2 separate regions of the Mus musculus genome follow, and region 1 is linked to region 2. Evidence: chromatin contacts called from public Hi-C data. All regions are on one chromosome and are shown on one strand. The core of a region is the stretch at or near the end of the contact, and the rest is flanking DNA. Distances in the headings are between cores, read along the strand shown.

Evidence for each region. A called contact is a pair of places that touch in the nucleus more often than the background predicts.
Region 1: a Hi-C map of cerebellum shows a contact between it and region 2, with 2.3 times the contacts expected there. The contact joins two enhancer-like sites. A contact is called at or near these places in 7 of 484 Hi-C or Micro-C datasets (brain, cerebellar granule neurons, cerebellum and 3 more), 2 of 115 datasets of contacts at active chromatin or transcription factors (both in embryonic stem cells) and 1 of 9 other capture datasets (embryonic stem cells).

Annotation. Positions count from the first base shown.
Region 1 is chr11:7,046,428-7,049,127 of GRCm38.p6, forward strand. No RefSeq gene overlaps it. Among named protein-coding and RNA genes, the nearest start is that of Adcy1, 16 kb to the right of the region's middle. Within about 2 kb of position 1,419, at least 2 of the 459 cell types and tissues checked have an H3K27ac peak or open chromatin away from gene starts, as enhancers often do. A contact at or near this core is called in cerebellar granule neurons and cerebellum, where this site is marked.
Region 2 is chr11:6,894,006-6,896,705 of GRCm38.p6, forward strand. No RefSeq gene overlaps it. Among named protein-coding and RNA genes, the nearest start is that of Adcy1, 170 kb to the right of the region's middle. Within about 2 kb of position 1,281, at least 37 of the 459 cell types and tissues checked have an H3K27ac peak or open chromatin away from gene starts, as enhancers often do. A contact at or near this core is called in cerebellar granule neurons and cerebellum, where this site is marked.

The DNA.
Region 1 (2,700 bases), core at 169-2,668, 150 kb after region 2:
GGAACAAGTAGCTAGCCTCTCGGCGGCATTCTAGGAAAACCTTTAATAGGGAAAGAAAAAGGGGGAAATCTAGTATTCAGACAGGGGATTAATAATGGCCCAACATAAGAAACTCTGATGGTGAGGGAGTATTCTGTCTCTAAACTGTTTTAAGAACTTTAAAGCAAGATGTAAGAAAACTTCTCACGGCCTGGTTCACGAAGCTGTGGGCATGGGAGATGGGGTAGGACCAGTCTAAGGGCTGTGAAAGCAGAGGCACTAATCAATAAAACTGCCCATCCCTTCTTGAGGCAAAGATTGAATAACCTGAGGCAATATGAGGGAAATCGGTCCCTAATGAACTGGCTTATAAAAGCCATTAAGGCCACTTGGTCATTTCTGGATGTTGTGCCCTGACTATCAGGGACTGGGGGACAGTAGACGAAGGAGGGGCATTTCTACGGGAATTGTCCACAAGAGAGGCAGTATTTGATGCCCATCTTCCTGGGTCAGGTAGGGCTGAATTTACAGGAGAGCTAAATAAGAGATCCATTCAGCAGGGTCCTCAGGACTGGTTTTGTTGATCCCTAGGATGGCTCATCATCTTTATGAGGTAGGAAAAGTATTCTCTTGTCAATCAGAATGGCTTAGACTAGTGTACAAAACCAGGCTCATGAAGTACAAAGACAAAAGAATAGATGGGATGACGATGGGCAAAGAAGACACAAGTGGCTGTTTGGGCCACTCAAAGGCAATGTGCTAAGGTTTGTATCTAGCTAGAGTACCCAGGAAAGAACTGGTAAGAAGCCAGATGCTGTGGTAGTGAGCTCCTGGAAGGCTTTCAAATCTGAGCAGAGACATAAATAATAAAACAACACAGATAAAAAAGATCGGGCTTGACAAAGAGGTGGTCAGTTTTCCCTTAGAGTACCTGATATGAGTAAGGATTGTCCACCCATCCCAGAGCCCTGTCAGCAGTCCTCCAGTGCTGGCCAGGAGCCAGATGGAGACAGTGCTGACTCTGGTGGCAGGCCCTGGAGGCCAGAGTGTAGCTTTTGGATTTGCACATGGGTACGTAGTATAAGTCAGCCTCACTGAGATCATCAGGATGGGAGATACACAGTAGTCCTATGGTGGCAGCATTACCTCAGCATGATGAGGCTAGGTGGTTCAAGGAAAATGGCTGTGATCATGTCAAACTATCTAAGACAGTGCTCCTCATATATGCTGCTATCAATCTTCTGGTGAAAAGATTACTAACAGGTGTTAGAGGATCCTCTCACACTGTATTGGACTTTTAAAACAGATTTTGTGTGTGTGTGTGTGTGTGTGTGTGTGTGTGTGTGTGTGTGTGTGTGTGTGTGTATTTTAACTGTCCAAGACCAAACTGGCACTTGGCACTGAACAGTTAGAGATTCTTCCTGCCATCTGTTAAAAGGGAGTTATATAATGCTAACCCTTGACTGCCTTGAGGACATAGAAAAACATTTGAAAAAATACTAAAGGTAACAGGTAAGTTGTTTGAATAAAGATGCCCTTCATGAGTGGGAGAAGGCACTACCAGGAGCCATATGGCTGTTGACTGAAGATCCCAGTACCAGGATATGTTAACTCCTTATGAGTTGTTGATCAGAAAGGTCCTAACGGCTGCTCAAACTATAAAAGGCATCACCGGTGCTGTTGGTTGAATGTCAGAAATGGATGGTAACTACCTAATTTTGAAGACACTGTATGCATTGGCTACAGACTAGGATTGAGCTCAAAGTTCCTTCCCTTCTGGCTTGTTGTCATAATGCTAGAAATTGTCACTAATGGTTTTGTTCAAGTATGGACCCTGAGTAGCAGAGTACCTACAGGTTAGATGTGCCCATTGTTATGATAGTGGTGTGGTTGTTATAGAGGCAACTAACTTGTGATGCCGGAAGGAATTCACATTTGGCATTGTAAACCAATTCAAAAGCTTCAACATGGATTCTAATGCTATTATTGTTTTGTTAAATGGATGTAATGTGTCTATCAAATTGCCTTCTGGTCATGTCTGTTTGGGCCCATAGTTCACTGCTGCCATTAGCCTCAATGGTTAGGGAAAGAAATTTCATTTTTGCAGTGGGAGATATACTGCAGAGACTCATAACTGGTTCAGCTCCTAAGACTAAGTGACTTGCTGTGGCAACCTCTACCCCAACAGCTCAGGAAATATTACAGTATAGGTGTCCGAAAGAGATTGAGAAGTGGATAGAATTTTATGTAGCAATCTCCTTTAAACTAAAACATCCATAATGACAAGAGGCTTGCTGACATCCCAGAAGTAAAGAAACCTCTCAAGTCTTTAGAAGTTCCTGAAACTAGCAAGGTTCACAAGGCCCTCCCCCAAGTGATATAAGCATTAAGGACTACTAAGAAGAGACTATCCAACAGTCAGAGCTGCTTGTCCAGTGTTGTGTCCGGCCAGCAGACCACAACCTGGGTTCTAGCCTGGAAAGGCATTTTGGAAACCTGGAAGAGAAGAGAGGCTAGGTGGCGAGAGAAAGAAATGTAGCCAAGACAGTTATTCTGATCAAAGCTCAAATTTTACTGTTGCGACACTCAGTTATGAAGGAAGGGGGAGGGGGACCCGATTCCTGCCGAATAATCTCTGGTCCAGTAGAAAGGTGCACGTGTGTGGCTCCGCAGGTTCCAGCAGTGGGCGTGGCAGAACGAATGAGCAGGAAGCTCCACCCC
Region 2 (2,700 bases), core at 31-2,530:
TCTTTGCAAGTGATGCCCTCTCATGGCTGAGCTGACACATTTCTTAGAGTCCATTTGGGATCTCAGCACTCTGGAGTTTTGGATAAGGCTCCTGCACTGGGCTCTCTCAGACTACATGAAAAATCAAGATGGAGTCACCCATGCTGAAGTTCCTCAGCTTCGGAGGACGGCTGAGATGTTGTCTGATTCTTTAAGAAGCTAGGGGAACCGAGCTAAGGAATTTCCATAGTAGGCCAGTTTCACCTGCATAGGTCCCCTGGGCCTCAGTCCTTACAGAGATGGAACCTGGCCACCCCGTGTTACCAACCAGATTCCTGCTGCTCTGTTTCTCTCTGTCCCACTTTACAAAGAGTCTAACTTTGAATCAACCAACCCACTTTCATCTCTCATTCCTGCATATCCCGCTTTCTGCTCAGCCCGTCTCTCCCTGTAAGACCAGGTTTTCGGTTTAGTTCCTTGGGAGACTAATTTTGGCTCACAGGGAGATTCCAGTAGAAGAGGTAAGGCGAGTTAAGAGCGTTCAGTCCTTAGCATGTGTGTGCCTGGTGATTCCAACTTGGTCAGGGATAAGAATGCAACTTCTCACACATGAAAGAAAGCACACGCCTGTGCACAAGCACTCATCTGTATTCCTGTTTTCAGATGTACACACTCACATTTGCACAGCAGTATACACAAACACACTTGACCATCACACACCTGGGTCCTCCTCTCTGGATCCCTGAAGGGTCCTGTCTGTGAGCCTGTGGGGTTACGGGAGGCTCTACTTGGGTCACGTTCAGTACCTACTTCAGACTCCCTCAGGAGGAAAAGGCAGGCCTGGCCCACCCTAACCTTGAACCTGGAGCAGAAAGATGAATGTGTGCCCCTAAAGCCCCACTCTTTGAGCCTGGAAACCTCTTCCTGCTGACATGAGGTGTTAGATGTGCTGGCCTGTCTCCCTCACAGTCTGGACTGTCTCCAGCTTGGGCAGAAGACAGACTTTCCTGATCCTCATCCCATATGGCTCAGACAACAGAATCTTACCTAGTTCCCTTGTGCCACTCCTCGAGAAAGGGGCTGGAGTCCTCCCTCCTTCAGAGTCCTCCTTTGGATAGTCTCACTAGAGAAGCTGGGGGTGGGGAGGATAAGGAGGTGGACAAATCACAAGCCCTCCTGGGGGTGGGGTTGCAGAGGTAACTCAGAGCCATCTGTTTGCTGAGGCATGCTGGTATTTCATTTGGTCTTTACGGGAGCCCTGCAACACCCACTTAATTAAATGAATTTGAAAGACAATCACATTGGGATGTGTGTGGTCTGCCCTTTGCCCTCAGATCACTTCACTGTGTCTGTCCCCTTCAGACAAAGAGACTCTATCCCTCCCAGGTGCTGAATCAGAAAAACCTGCATGTGACCTTGCCACCAGCACAGGTCCCATATTAAATCTTTTGAGTTAATCATCAAGCAGAGACACCACTGGCCGTGCCGTGACTACTCTGAGTTTGACCCCTTCAATACCATGTGATTCTGCTGAAACCAACCTTACACCCACAGGAAAACTATGCAGACTTTTACTTTGGTGGAATTATCGGTCCACGGGATACATTCTCAGTCTTTCTTAGCAGAGAGTGGGACTTCCACAGCACACAAGGCTATGCCCAGGGCTGTGCGGCAGTCACTTTCCTTATGAGGGGATGGGCATTAAACACAGTGAAAGCTTTCACATCAGTCTGTCTCACTAAATAATTGAAGAACATGGTTCCATAAAAGGAGAAAGTCATCCCCTTCCCCTTCAGAAAACAGGTTCAGCGGCATTCCAAGCAGATGACCCCAGTTTGGTTTCTCTCCACCAGCAACCCAACCCCAGCAGCTTGCAGGGCTCCACGGGATCTTGGCTCAGCATCAGCTCTCATGAATTCATCTGCTCCTGGCACGAAGACGAGTCCTGGAAATCTTGACGCCGACTGGGGAGACAATGTGAAAGTTGTCTGAGAAAGGCCAAACCTACCTCCAGAATGTGTATCTGGGGTTTGGAGGCCAAGCAGATAACTTTCTGTGTTCTAACGCTTGTGTCCCTGTGTGTGGAAGACGTCTCTGCTCAGTGAGAGAGAGCACAGCCTTTAGGCCCGGAGGGTCAGAAAGCAGACACAGCTGAAGATGTAGGCACAGTGAGCAAGGGTGCAAAGATGGAGGGAAACCAGGCTTCAGATAGGACTAAAATACAGAATTAGCCCTGTAGTTAGGGACACTTGGGCTTCAGTGACTTTCTTGTAGATATCTGGGAAATCACAAGGAAGACTCTAAGATTAAACACACACACATACACACACACACACACACACACACACACACACACACACACATACACACACACACACAGGCTCTGGAGAGATGGCTCAGTGGTTAAGACCATTTACTCTTCTCCAGCACTGTCACAGCTGCCTATGACGTCAGCTCCAGGGCATCATATGCCTCTGACCTTTGCAGGCACACATGTGCATGCGCACATACCCTCCTGCTTACATGTAATTAAAAATAAAGTAAGTCTTAAAAATTTATACAAAATATTCTAATTTTTTTCTCCAAATCTAGGGTTTGATCCTGTGGAGACAAAAGTCAAAACAGTTATCAAGATATTATGTAACTTAATAAAAATTAAATCACAGAGTTAAAAAAAGAACAAGAGTTTGGCTATCCTCTGAACAGGGTGGCATTTATAGT